Linked DNA regions of Mus musculus: region 2 is linked to region 1. A link is a contact called in public HiChIP or PLAC-seq data. All regions are on one chromosome and are shown on one strand. Each heading gives the region's core, a stretch centred on a gene start, on an enhancer-like site or on the middle of the called end of the contact. The rest is flanking DNA. Distances are from core to core; before and after follow the strand shown.

Region 1 (7,267 bases), core at 920-3,419:
CAGGTGATGAAGGCTTCTTGGCTGTAGGGACTCTTGTCTGTTCCCAAACCTATGTTCTGTGATGACAGATGCCCACCCTCTCCCTATGGCTCCCCATTCACCTCGCTCCCATGACCCACTGAGAATGGTAAGCTTCCATGCTGTGAAGCCTCAGGCTTTCTCCCAGGTTGCCCATGTTGCCTCCCCTCTGAAGGCCTCTGCTATTCTGGCCACCTTCCTTCTCTGGTGTCCTCTGGCTTCCCTGGCTTTCCAGTTCCCCTCCCTGCAGAGGCAGGATGCAGAGGAAGGCCAGCAGAGGGCAAGAGCACAGGACAGGACCCAGGGGCAGATGAGTTGTTTGATTTGCACTGCTTTGTGTGAGTTTGGCTGAAGGGCAGAGCTGGTTTTGCTGGCTGTTGGTGCTCTTGCCTATGGGGACAGGGCCACTCATGGCAGAAGTCTCGATGCCAGAGTCAGATGCATGTCAAGAATGAAGCCTGCCCAGTTCTTATAAACATTCAGAGCAGCCTTCTTACATGGCTTCTCTGGTCTTGCACACGTTCAGACAGACAAGCACGCAGGCAGACAGACAACAATGAACATATACTCAGAAAATGTGGGACAAACATTCAATGTTGTAGACCATAGTGCCCAGTTAAAACATAGAGTGGACTCTGAACTAAGCCTCACTTTCTGTGAACCCACCTTTCCTGAGGCAATCCATGAGGTTTATAATCTCCACCTCATTTTTTTTTCAATATCGAGTAAATCAAGGAAGCAGCTTATGACCAATGTTTCTTGTGCCACCACAAAGAACCACACAACTGCTGGTTCCTGTTTGTGGTGACAATGGTCTCAACTGAATGAATGGAGGGTACAAGATTCACAAAGCTAATTAGATGATTTGGGCCCAGCTCCCTCTGTCAATGAAGCCATCACTCACAGAGCCCAGGCTTGCCCACCGGGCTCCAGCTCCCTCTGTCAGTGCATGTATCTCCCTAAAGAGCCCAGGCTTGCCCACTGAGCCCTAGCTCCCTCTGCCACTGCAGTCATCCTTCACAGAGCCCAGGCTTGCCCACTGGGTCCCAGCTCCCTCTGTCACTGCAGTCATCCTTCACAGAGCCCAGGCTTGCCCACTGGGTCCCAGCTCCCTCTGTCAGTGCATGTGTCCCACAAAGAGCCCAGGCTTGTCCACTGAGCCCCAGCCCCATCTTCAGTAAAGGATGCTCACCCCAATTCTTCTGCTCCCACTCGGCTTTCCCCCTCCTCTTTCAGAAACAGAGATTGATTTATCTAGGACCTCAGATGGTTCACAATATTCTCAAAACAAATTAGCACCCTCCCTCCAGTGCTCCTGAGGTGACTACATCCAAGAAGGACAGGACAGTGTAAACAACAGTCGGAATTAACTGTGGCTGGCAACGCCACACTAAGTGGCTTCTTTTCCTTTTTCGTCCATCAGCAAAGATGGAACCGGACTTGGCCCAGCACACAGAGCCCAGTGAGCACTGCATAAATCTGCTGTTTGACTGTGAGGAACTTGAAGAACCTAGAGCCAGGCGAGGAACTGGAGCAGTGCTGGGGTTTCAAAGCAGCTAGGAAAAGTCAGAAGGCCTGGGTGGCCAGGCACTGTGCCCTTTGGTAAAGGCTGCAGGTTCCCTCTTGGTTAGCCCAGCAGCCCAGACTTTCCCTCACTGAGAGTCAGAGTTGACACGACATGATTTGTTCCTTTTGGGCTGTGTCAGTTCTGTAAGGCAGACACCAGAGGCTGCAACCAGGAGAGCCTGCGTTTGTTTGGACAGGACAGAGCCACTCAGGGGTTTTCATGTCCTGAAAGCTCCCAGGGCAGAGAGTATATCTGGGGAATTCGTTTTTGTAAAGATTTTCTTTCTTTCTTTCTTCCCCCTCCCCTTCCAACATTTTGTTTAAGAGAAAATGAGATGTCTATCTTCTGTTTCCTTATTTTTTTTCAGGAAAGCGAAGGGTTGTTGACTTCCGCCCTCTCCCCTCCCTTCCTTCCTTCTTCCCGAAGGTACTCATCTGAGAAAAAGAGAACGGGGTATTGTTCCTGTTCTCCTTCTTAAGTCACTTGAAACACTGTCCCTGCGAGTCCTTTAAGTTCCCTGCAATCGGTACACAAGAGAAAGAGGGAGAGAGAGAGAGGGAAAGACAGAGACAGCCAGAGACCAGGTAAAGCGGTGGGGGCTGCTGCCTCTCAGCCCTCAGGAGCTGGTAAGTGACCATGTACTCCTTTCTACCTTCATTTCAATGTCCCTGTGATGGAGACTGACTGGGCATCTTCCACAGAAACCACCTCCCTGGGCTGCTCTTTAATCAAAAGGTGTGACTGATGGGTGGCCTAGAGTGTAAGCTCATGCCTCGTTGCAGAGGAGAATATTAATGCTTTGCAGAGCTGAGGCTTGCCAGGAGTGGAAATGGAATTGTGTTGGGGCTGAGGAGGTCGCTGTGTTAAATTTGAATTGTTTTGTCATAGGCAACTTGAGTTTACTAGGAACCATTGGGACATGTGGTGTGCCCCACTGGAGGGGTCACTGCTCCCAGGACTGCATTCTGAGAGCCCTCTCAGGGTGTCTGTTGAGAATTGTGATTTGCTCATGGAGTTTTGGTATATTTATTGTCTGCCTTGAAGTGTCTTTCTTCTGATTTTTGTTTGTTTGTTTGTTTCCATTCTGTAGTTCACCTCCCCAAAGTGAACTGTTCATGCATGGCTGTTGCTCTGTCCCTGAAGTAGGAGGGAAAGGGAGGGAATACCTCTTTGGAATAGTGCTGTGTGTGGGAGATTTGGGAGAAAGGTGCCCCATGTGGGTTAAATGTAAATGTACTGTCCACTGTCAACTCGGAGTGTCATGCGCCACACAGAAGAAGGCAGGGATACGAGGGCATTGACTTCAGTTTTGGAAATCAGTGTGTGACTGGACTGGAGGATTTAGATTGATTGCTTGTGTCAGGAAGAATGAAAAGCTAAGCCACAGATGCAATTGAAAAACAGTCACCCAGAGCCTGCTGTTCTAAAGCACCAAATAGAACACGGCAAGGTAGTCAGGCTCATATAGACACTATGCCAGCAGCGGTTAAACGTCCGAGTTGCTTCCATTGCGTTTGACAGAGAGGGTAATGTTACCAAGAAGTTGTTATGGCAAGCCAAGAGGGAGCCGGCATCACGTTGTCAAAAATAGGTTAGCAAGGTCAAGCCAAGACTGGGGCACGGCTGCTATTAATAATTTAATCCAGTGAGGTGCTGGATGGGTAGAAGGCAGTGGCCATGCGTGCTTCTCAAACCATTCATTCCTATGGTATAGACGGGTTGAAATCCTCAGGGTATGAGCAGCATAGTAAAAGTAGTTCGACATTTTGAAATTAATTTGGCCAGATCATGTTTTAACCACAATCGCGTAATTAATCTTTATTTGAAACTGAGCTGTCACCTTAATGAAGATGAGACAGTCTAGTAGATCTGGATGATTAATGTAGGTTTGTTATTTATTTTTTAAAAAGAGACTTTCCCTAGAATCCCCATAATACAATGTACATGGAAGAGACAGGATTAGCAGTTGCCCCTTAAGGATGCAACCAAGTGTAACCTTGGTGGCCTGAGGTGCCTGGCTCTTCCCTCACCTGCCCCAGCCACCACATCCCCATGCATCCCCAGGGCAGCAGCGTCCAGGACGGATGTTCTCGGGCATTTTGTATTAGTACTGGCCAATTGCGACCCCAGGAGAGATGCCGGGTGGCACACAATCCTGCTTGACTCCTTTCGCTTTCATTTCTCCTGATATTATTAATGCCATGCACGATGGATGCGATGGGGGACAAACAGCTTCAGGGCCACTCTAAGGATAAGTCAGGTAAAAGCGGGGAGACTATGTTTGCTGTGGTCCTTCCTGGGGGCCAAGACTAAGGAGCTGAGAGTCATGAGGTCATTGCCAGGATGGCTGCTGGATACTGTGGGGGTGGGGGTGAGGTTCAGGAAAAAAAAAATCCTTCACTGACATTAGCCTAGGCCACTGCTACACAATCTATCTTTTCCTCAGCTCCAAAGAGCGAGTTGACATTTGTGGAAATTTCCAGAGTGATTCTTCTCTAGGGACATCATGGGCTCCTTTTTGATAGCATGGGAAATTCCAGTTTGGAATGATCCAGAGCCTTGCTCATACAATAGTTCACTAATTAATTTTATGCCAAAATGGTACCAACAGCTAAATTACCAACGTGTCATCTGCATTTGCAGGGTGCTAACAGTTGAACTTAGGATGTGTGCTAGGCACATGTTCTTCTACCAGTCTCTGCCCCACGCTCGGTTAAGTATTGCTTAGATCACATCATGCATGCTCTGTCTCCCACAGGGCTGTGTGAGCATGCATGACTCAAGTCAGAACAAGAAGAGTGTAAAACGGATGGGACACAGCGAAACAAGCTGAGCTAGAGTTTCAAATTTGTCATTTACTGATGGGGACAGGGGTTTGGATCGGGTCTCTAAGCTAAGTCTGTGTCTCCCAAATGTAAAACTGCTTTCATACAATATATTCTGAGGATGAAGTGAAACCACAGCTAGGAAGCAGCTAGCACAATACTAGGGAACTCGCAGGAGTCAGCCACTGTCAGATCTTTTTCAGACTCATATATTAATACTTAGGTGGTTGGCCTGGGTTTTGACAAATTGAGAAAATAGACTAAAATTTTGTCATGTATTTATTCTTGATACTATACCAACGATCTATCAGAAGAAATCATTCCTTATAATTTTCAAGTCGGGCACACACTGAATACGCATATTCCGAGCCTTGAAATCACATGACACAAAAGCCCGGTATTGTTGGACATGCTCATGTCCATCCGTCTTGAAGGCACAGGTGCGGTGGACCTTAGCTGCATGTAGTGACAGCGGCACTCCAGCCTCCACTGTTGGGAAAGGCTTCCTTTAGGACCACACTTCTGTCCTGGGATGCACGTGGGAAGAGAGCTGAAAGATGCTACGGACATCGGTACTTCCTCCCACCCACTTCCCCATGTTCATGGTTTTCACTGCCGTGACCTCTTCCCTGACTGTGCAGGACTGTAGACGATGGTGGCCATGCCACAACTTACAGGGGGAGAAGAGCAAGTGGAAGTGACATAAGGTGCTGTTCCCTCTTCCTAACCATCCAGCATCGAGCTCTCACCCCCAGATTCATCAGTAGCAAGGTGTCAGCCACGGATGTGTGCACTGGGTTGGGGAGGAGGTGTGTGTGAACCAACTGTTGTTTCTCTCTCTCTCTCTCTCTCTCTCTGTCTCTCTCTCTCAACTTCACCACCAGCAAGTCTGTTAGCTCATCAAATAAAAATGATACTTTTATTTAGCTCCCAAACTTCCCTCCACGTTCCAAAAACAGAACAGGCAACACCAAACGAGCCGGACTCCACCACCCAGAGCTGGACTCTACCACCCAGAGCCCAAGCTCCTGAGACCCTTGCTTTAGAGTAAAGGCTCTGATACAATGGAGACTGATTCGGACACCAACCTAAGAAGCACAAATTCAAGCTGGGCACCCCACCCCACTGTGCAAAAAGTGCCTTTCAATGTGGGGTGGTGCGGAGAAAAAGGCCAGATTGGAAGTCAGACCATATGTGTTCTGATCCAGCTCTGTACTCCCTGACCGATACCTTACCGGATTTCTTTACTTGCTTGGACCTCTGATCTCTCTGTGGAGAATGACAGGGTTGGATAAAGTCAATGATGAGAGTAGGTGAGAACCACAGAGAGGGACCAGCTTGTCTATTGTCATATCAGGACCTAGAATAGCACATAGCATACAATGATGAAAAAGAATATTTGTTGAATAGATGAATTATAAACGAATGGGCTGTCCAGTGGAGTGAGCTCTCTTTATATGACACCAAATGAAGCAATTAATTAGTTAAGGGAGGACAAAAAACAGGTCAAGCTTTGGGCCAAGGGAAGGTCGAGCCAGTCCCACACTGCCGGCTTGGCAGTTCTACACTCGAGCTGACTGGCATCCTGTGAGTTTGTTCTACTGTAACGTATGGGGCTGCCGAGAGTGTATTAAAGGGTCAAACTGGCAGGTAACCCACCTATTTGCTCATGGGAGATAAAGACTTATCAGAGAGATTCACGGAGAGACTATTGGCTGCATCTCATATTCCATTCGTCTTCTGGGCAGATGACGGGTGAGCAAATTGTTTTTGGCAAGAGAAAGAATGAGTATTTGTTTTCCCTTGGCTGAAGAGCTATGAGGCAGGATTCAGCCTTGAGGGAATGAAGGCAACACTCTTGTGAATATCGAAGGCAAGGCTTTGCATGCAAATTAAAAGAGGACCACAGCTGACAGAGCACAGCACACTATGGGGCGAACTCAGGAGAGAAGTGGGAGACCCTTGTGGACTGCACTTCACTTCATTAAAACCTGTTAAGACAGGCAAAATTGGCTGGTGCCGGCCTCACATGTATTTGGTAAATTTAGAGTGGTAAATACAAATGCTTGACAGCAAGTTGGGATTGTGGGTGATATTCATAATATTTGACAACAGCGCCAGGGTTTCTACTATTGTAGTAAGGCCCGTCAAAGCTCTGTCTGTCTATGTTGATGAATCCTGTCTCCTTAGGCGCAGGGCCACACACAAAGGCCACTCTGGTTTACTCACCTGTTTTCTTTTATATATTATGGCCCTGTGTTGCCCTCCTTCTCTGTGTGTGTGGGTACCAAGTCAGGGACTGATGAAACCAGAGATTATATGTGTGGCAGAGTTCTGACCAGGTTTGGGACCTGCTCAATGCTCCACGTGCCTCAGAGCATCCTGATGTAGGTGACAGGGGTCTTGCTCTTTCATCTTCTACCTGAGAGTTTCCCCCAAGATGATGTCACTTGGATTCAGCTTCCTCACTAAGACAGGAAGGGCATCTGTAGCTGGCAGACCTTAAACATTGGCACACTCTTTCAGGCAGGACACCACAAGTGTGACCCAAAGATCTTCAGCAGGACATCACCTAAAAAACCTGTCAGGAAAATGAAACCTCAGGCCCTATCCCAGACCTGCTGGTCTCTTCTATCCATTAAACCCCAAATCACTGTTCCATATGATTCTGCTACATGTTCTAATCCAGGCAGCACCAGTGTAGAGGGTTCACTTCCTGCACACGGGGTGATGCAGGGCCCTGTTTCAGCATTACAAAACCATCTGTTAGCTGTGACCCTGTCTAAGACAATAGGACTGTCCATTAACAGCAGCATTGCTAGATCAGTCTCTCTTCTGCTCAGCTCAGAGCAATATT
Region 2 (7,117 bases), core at 1,499-3,998, 70 kb after region 1:
AATATTGGGAGACTTTTCTATCCCATTCTTACACATTCCTCTACAGATAGCTTCAAAGAACCACATATTCCCAGCAACAGCCCCACTTCATGATAAAAATGTTCTAACTTAGTTACTTTTCTCATCTCTGTTTGTGTTGCTGTGAAGAGACCCCACAACCAAGGCAAGTTTTACAAAAGAAAGCATTTCACTGGGGGCTTGCTTATAGTTTGAGAGGTTTAGTCCATTTTTATCATGGGTGGGGGGGAAGCATGGTAGCATTTAGGCAGTTGCTGAAGCTGTAGCTGAGAGCTACCTCCTGATCCATAGGCACAGAGAGAGACTCTGGGCTTGGCATGGGCTTTTGAAACCTCAGAACCCACCCCCAGCGACATACATCCCCCAACAAATCCATACCTCCTAATCCTTCTAATCCTTTCAAATAGTGCCATTTCCTGGTGACAAAGCATTCAGATACATGAGCATATAGGGCCATTCTTATTAAACCACTGCAGTGACCAAGCATCTTAAGGATAAGAGGGTTTACTTTGGCTTACAGTTCTGTGTCTGCCATGTGATGAAATCATAGATAATCAGTATTAAAGCAGCCACTACTCTTCTGAATAAATGACACTTAACTTGAGAACTGAAGGACAGAAAGGCAGCCATGGGGATAAGCAAGGAAGGGCTTTCCAGGTAGTGTTTACCACATGGGCAAAGGTCCTGCAGTATGAAAAAGCATGATAGAGGGAAGTCATGGCCAGAGGACTGGGATAGTGATACAGTGTGAGGGTGAAATAAAAAGTCAAGGAACAAAGAACATAATATTCACAGTTTTGAAACTTATTTTAGTTATCACATAAGAGATGGTTTGGAAGGTAACCAGAAGGATGCTGGTAGATACTCAAGAGTCAGCTTTAATATCCTGTGTGACTCACTATTAGGACAACATGATAACAAAGAATTTAAAGATGGGTACAACTACACATATCTGTAATCCCAGAACTCATGAGACTAGGGCAAGATGCAGAGAGTTCAGTGGCAGCCTGAGCTACATAAATAGATATCTGATTCTCTCTCTCTCTCTCTCTCTCTCTCTCTCTCTCTCTCTCTCTCTCTCTCTCTCTCTCTGAGATCTTTGACTTATACTCAAGGAAAATTTAATAGCAAAAACCAAAAGTGGGCTGGGATGATGTGTCAGTTGGTAAAACGCCTGTCTTGCAAACATGAAGACTTAAGTTTAATGGTTCAGAGCCCATGCATGGGGCAGGGCTGGGACAGCCATCTGGATGTGGTAGTGCTTGTAATTCCAGAGCAGGAGGGGAGGGGAGGGGAGGGGAGGAGTGGATCCCCTGTGCTCACTGGCCACGGCCAGCCAGATGAGGCAGCTTGGTAAGCTCCAAGCCAGACCAATAGAAAACCCTGTCTCAAAAAAACGAGGTAGCTAGCACCTAATGATGAATAGCCTTCACACATGTGTACATATAAATACACATGTGTGGATGCGCACATACACACACACACTAAAATGCATACTTTTCTCACCCCTTGATGTGAAGTCCATTTCCTGTCATAATGACTAAAGGGATCAGTTAGAGTCTGTGGCTCCCAGCGTGCTCGTGCTCTCTGCTTGGTGGGTGAGCGGCACACTTACTAAGTACTGCATGGTACAGAATTAAGTCTATCTGTTTCTCTATTTTCGTCTAGATTTCAGTTGGTGAAAAGTGAAGCAGGCAAGAATTGTACAGGCACAGGTGGTGGGAAGAGATGTCAGAGCAGAGTTTGAGACTCTAAGACTATGTAATGCTAGGAAGAACTAAGACTATGTAATGCTAGGAAGAACTAAGACTATGTAATGCTAGGAAGAACTAAGACTATGTAATGCTAGGAAGAACTAAGACTATGTAATGCTAGGAAGAGCCCTTTTATCGCTCCGGCTCCCCAAGCTCCCTCTGATCCAGCCAATACAACAAGTACATAAAAACACTTTCATTCTTAAAAGAGAACTCATGGCCCAAATATATTTTTATTTAAAAAAATAGCTCTTAAAAGTCTAGCTATGAAAAAAAATTTGGTCTAGTGCACACCTTACTTAGTGAGATGGGGAATAAACATGTGTTGTTATGTTACAAGGCACAGAGACAATTGTTCCTGGGCACCTTCTTTAGGAAGAAACCCAAAACAAAAACATGTGGAAGGAATTTGTCTCCACCCTTAAGGAACACACAGTTCTGAGCCAGACTGTGGAGACCAGCAGGACATAGCTAAAGATTAATCAAATATTTCTCCAGAGTCTTGCATTGAAGAACTCTCTGCCCTATGGAACCTAGGTGCACTCACAACCTGCTTTGTTGGAATCTCTCTCTCTCTCTCTATCTCTATCTCTCTATCTCTTTCTCCCTCTCCCTCTCTCCCTCTCCCTCTCTCTCCCTCTCTTCCTCTCTCCCTCCCTCCCCCACCAGTTCTCTCTCATATAGACATGCTCCACACCACACACACACATGCATACACTCAACATACACATACATACATATACCACACACCACATGCACACACACCACACATACACACACACACTGCACATATACGCACTCATACATCACATACACAATCACACACATTTCTTTTTCTTTTCTTTTTGTGTGTGTGTTTTCTTTGTTTTACATCAGTGCAGAGCCAAAAGCAACTTCCACACCCAGCACTACAAATCCCCGCTGCAAATGGAGGAAGACAAGCCCCCGTGGTAGCTGGGGTGTGACCCTTATGGGCTCCCTGGGGGCTCAGTATCAGTGGCGCTCACAGCTTCCTCTTCCCTGGATGCAACAATATATTAAGGGGAAGGAGAGGAAAAAAGGAGGCTGGCTCTTTTCATGATTTTCCTTTTTTAATTTTTGTTGAAAGAGGGCTGTGTTCTCTTGATCCTTCAAACAAATGGAGGGGAAGTGGAAGCCCAAAAGTTTCTCTTATGTTCCCTGGAGAGTGGCTGTGTTTGGAGTATGATGTGGGAAAAGTCCTTGTGTGTCTGCTGCATTGTCATGCTCCACCAAAGTGATCTGCACAGGGAAGCATGGGATAAATAGGATGTCTGTGTCAGGGGAGGGGTAGGGCCCATGACCTCAAATCAAAGGTCTCATTTGTCTATCATCTCTAACACCTCCCCACCTCCACCCTCCATCTTCATTCCCTGATGAAAGAAATGCAAGAACATCCTCTTAGCTTGGCTCAAACAACACTTCCAAGCAGAAGTGTTTCCTCTTCACAGTGCCCCTAGGCAAGACAGGTGACAGGGTAAGAGACTGGCTGAATTATCCACCAAATGATAGAGGCACGGTGGGGGAGCGGCTCTGTTCTGAATTTGTAGGTAGAATCCTTCTTAACTGATGCTTGGCCTATGTAGTAAGTCTCTTCACACAGTGGATCTTAATAAATGAGTGGTCTTTATAAGGAAAATAGATGGGTATATTAAGAGGTATATGGAAGAATCACAAAGCTATTGCTTCCAGGTTAGCGATTCATCATATTAAGCTGGCAAACGACTTTGTTTCTTCTTCTAGAAGGTGGTAAGAGTAAAACAATCTCCAACTTTCTGTGGAATGAAGGGACAGATGAGGTAAAAACCAATTAATCATTCTAGACTTGCAGAGACAATCGCTGTGGTACTTATTATGGTGTGCAGATAGCTTACCTTCCAACCTGTAACAAGTCTAGCGGAGAAAACGGCAGCACTTAGAGTGGCAGGTTATTCAAGTCAGAATAATATGTAAAACACTTAGCTGTCACTTTGCAAGATGGTATCCATACAGGAATGAGTCAATTGCCTTTCCTTACACTTTAAAAACTAGAAAATTCTTATGGGAAGAAAAAGCAAAACTGGAGACAAGGTTAGGCAGAACTTTAAAAACTGCTTGTGGCAGTGGCACTTCCCAGAGGATGTTCAATAAACGTTCATCAAGCAATGACGTATGTCTCTGAAGTGACCACAGATGACAGAGTCTAAGCCACTTAGCAGACACCTTAAGCCCCGATCTGAAGACACAGACAATTGCCTAGACTGTCAAGGGCTTGGGTGCCTGGCACTGGTCATCTCCTACGTAGCTGCAGGAACTCTGTACGTTTGGTCTCAGGTCTGTACTCAAATGTTTTGCTTTACTCCGGCCATGAGGTTTTAGAGCCACTGACTCTGATTCTCCCTGGGGTATTTTCAGAAGATGGTAAGATTGGTAATATGAACTTACCCGGAAGTCTCAAAGAGGAACTCACAAAATGCTGCCACTCAAAAATATACATCCTTCCACTATGATAACTTTCTGGGACAGGATCTATCGTAGCTCAGGTGGGTCTCGAACTTTCGAATGCAGCCAAGGATGGCCTTAGACTTCTGATCCTCCTGCCTCTACCCAACGAATGCTGACCTTACAGACATGCTTTACCATGCCCAGTTGATGTGCTGCTAGCATCAAATCCAGGGCTACACAAGCACTCTCCCAACTGAGCAATACATCCTTAGCCCCTCAACATGGTGAATTCAAACTGTGCATAAAAGTTCCAGAATAGAGGCACGAGGAATCTAGAAACACTGGCACTGCTCAAACATCAAATAAGATAGGCAAAAACTTTGCAGATACATCATTCAAAATCTGGCAACTGGCCAGGGGACTTAGGACAATATAAGAGATATTTTTTTTCAACAAAATCTTTAGCAACTCAGTAAGACAGTGGGAGGTTATACGAATGAAGCCGGGCTTCTGCTTCTCATCCTTCATTTTAATATTATAGAAGATGATTCTAGTGAGCCAAGAGGTAGGTTCCATCTCTCAGTTCCACAAGGAAAAACTATGCCATAAACTGGAAGCTAGACATTGGCATCAAAACCTTATCCCCAGGTCCAGATCAACAGGAAGATGCTGAGCTCAATGGCTTCCATCTCACCAGTCTGTTGGGAAAGATAGGTACTCGAAGTGCCAGGCACAATTGGCCCGTCCATTTCCCCTGGCTCTGTGCTATGGAAAATGGGTACCATCAGGAGACAGCTTAGTGACGCAACACTGTGAGTATAATTACGATAACCACAGGTACTGCCATGGATTTGTATTGAGTTACACAGACTGTATTGTTGACCATTTCTAGTGAAAACTTTACTGGCATTAAGTACATTCACACAATATCATATAGCTATCACATCTATTCATTGCCAGGAAAATTGTATCATCCTAAAGATAAACTTTGTAACTCTCTAGTAAACAGGGTTCTCTAAAGGGACAGAGATGAGGGAGGGAGAGGGAAAGGGAGACAGAGAGAAAGTCCAAGAAAAACAGAGAGGGAGAGAGACAGAGACAGAGAGAGAGGAGGGGGAGGGGAAGGAAGAGGGAGAGAAAATCTGAAAAAGATAGTCTGAGAAAGAGGCAGACAGACAGACAGACAGAGACAGAGAGACAGAGAGAGACAGAAAAACAGTCTGAGAAAGACAGACAGTCCAAGAAAGACAGAGACAGAAAGAAAGACAGTTTGAGAAAGACAGAGTGGGGGTGGGTGTTAAATTGCCTTAAATAACAGGAACTAGGTACTCGAACATTAGCTATCTGTACACTGGAGGCTGAGAACCCAGTAGACCCTCAGTCTGGGCCTCGGCAGACCCAACACAATGTTGGTAGGTTGAAAACCCCTTGAAATCACTTATATCAAGTCCATGTTGGAAGGGTCAAGAGGGGTAATGTGATGTCGGTGGAGAATGACAGATAATGACAGTAGTGGTAGACGCCCTTATTCAGAAAAAAGCAGCCAAGGCAGGCATGTGCTGCCTTTCCCCTGGAGCGCCCTCAGAGCTGGGCTGCCCATCAGAAGACGTTGCTCACCTTGAAGATAGGTCTTCTCCCTGAGTTAATCTCTGCAAACACAAGCTCAGAGGTGTGGCTCCTACGTGATTCCAAAAACTGACAAGTTGACAATGAAAAGCAACTTTCACAAGTCTACTCCTTAGAGACCTGACACCCAACCATGTCTCCTTATACCACGATTAGACTCCAAACCAGCACAATAACAGGGTCATAATTCCACCCAACCTAATAGAATTACCCTATCACGAACTGAAAATGTACTAATTCTCTCAGAATAAATAGCCAAGTCCCTTGAGGAAAGCTTACTATTTTAATATCTCGTAGTTTATATATAATGATATAGATTTAACAACAGGTAACTGCCGGTGCTGATGCCATCATTGTTGTGTTGTATGACAGCGGAATAGGAGAGGCAGGAAAACGAGATACGGGCTTATATGTGTACCCTTAAACCATGAGCCAAAGTAAAGCATGTCTCTGTTAAATTGCTCTTTGCCAGGTGTTTGGTGATAGAAATAAGAAAAACAACTGATGCAAGGCCTATGGGATCTTTGGTATTCTTCCCACGTCCATCACAGGAAAGTAGTTCAGTGGCCCCCGAATCTGGATCAATCACCCTCACTGACTCTGAAACCTCTTTCTTGACCCATACAGACCACTTCCATTTTATGAAGTTTGCTGCTGTGCATGCGGTGTGTCAAATAACACCTAGCTTGTGGTTGGCTCAGGTTGTAGAGTAATTTGGTTGCATGTTGTCAAGCATCCAGTTTCTACTAATGCCCAATGGAAGGCCAAGATCTATTTCTCAAAGGGTGAAAATTGTCTGCAGATGACAGCAGGCCCTGTCTCCAAAAGCCACATGCCTCCACTGTGATCCATACATGGAGGTCTGCCAAAGGCTCCAAACAGTATCCCCGTCTGCCATTGATACCTTGGATACCATCTGGTCTGCTGGACAGGGTTTGCTGCCAAAGCCTATTCCTCTAGAATGGGAGGATTCAGAAGGTATGATTCTAAACCCCATCAAATTGACAATGAAGACCAACCACGACAGTCCATAAGACTCAATAAGTCTTGGTCCCCACCTCCTTGGCCTAGTGGTTCTCTTCTCTTCTCTTCTCTTCTCTTCTCTTCTCTTCTCTTCTCTTCTCTTCTCTTCTCTTCTCTTCTCTTCTCTTCTCTTCTCCTCTCCTCTCCTCTCCTCTCCTCTCCTCTCCTCTCCTCTCCTCTCTTCTCTTCTCTTCTATTCCATTTTACTTCTAACAGCCTAGGCATTCACCTCACTTAATATGATTCATACAACA

The links. HiChIP or PLAC-seq counts read pairs in DNA pulled down with a chosen protein or histone mark.
Region 2: a contact with region 1 is called in an H3K27ac HiChIP or PLAC-seq map of heart atrium, with 15 read pairs. The contact joins the enhancer-like site here to the promoter of Zfp366 in region 1. A contact is called at or near these places in 5 of 39 promoter capture datasets (Sertoli cells, embryonic stem cells, hippocampal neurons and 1 more), 10 of 484 Hi-C or Micro-C datasets (the HL-1 cell line, the N1E-115 cell line, Th1 cells and 5 more), 3 of 115 datasets of contacts at active chromatin or transcription factors (embryonic stem cells, heart atrium and neural progenitor cells) and 3 of 9 other capture datasets (adipose tissue, liver and pancreatic islet).

The regions. Positions count from the first base shown.
Region 1 is chr13:99,182,654-99,189,920 of GRCm38.p6, forward strand. It overlaps Zfp366 (zinc finger protein 366), which reads left to right and starts at 2,170. Exons shown (of 5, transcript NM_001004149.1): 1 at 2,170-2,211.
Region 2 is chr13:99,252,188-99,259,304 of GRCm38.p6, forward strand. No RefSeq gene overlaps it. Among named protein-coding and RNA genes, the nearest start is that of Zfp366, 71 kb to the left of the region's middle. Within about 2 kb of position 2,749, at least 9 of the 459 cell types and tissues checked have an H3K27ac peak or open chromatin away from gene starts, as enhancers often do. A contact at or near this core is called in adipose tissue and heart atrium, where this site is marked.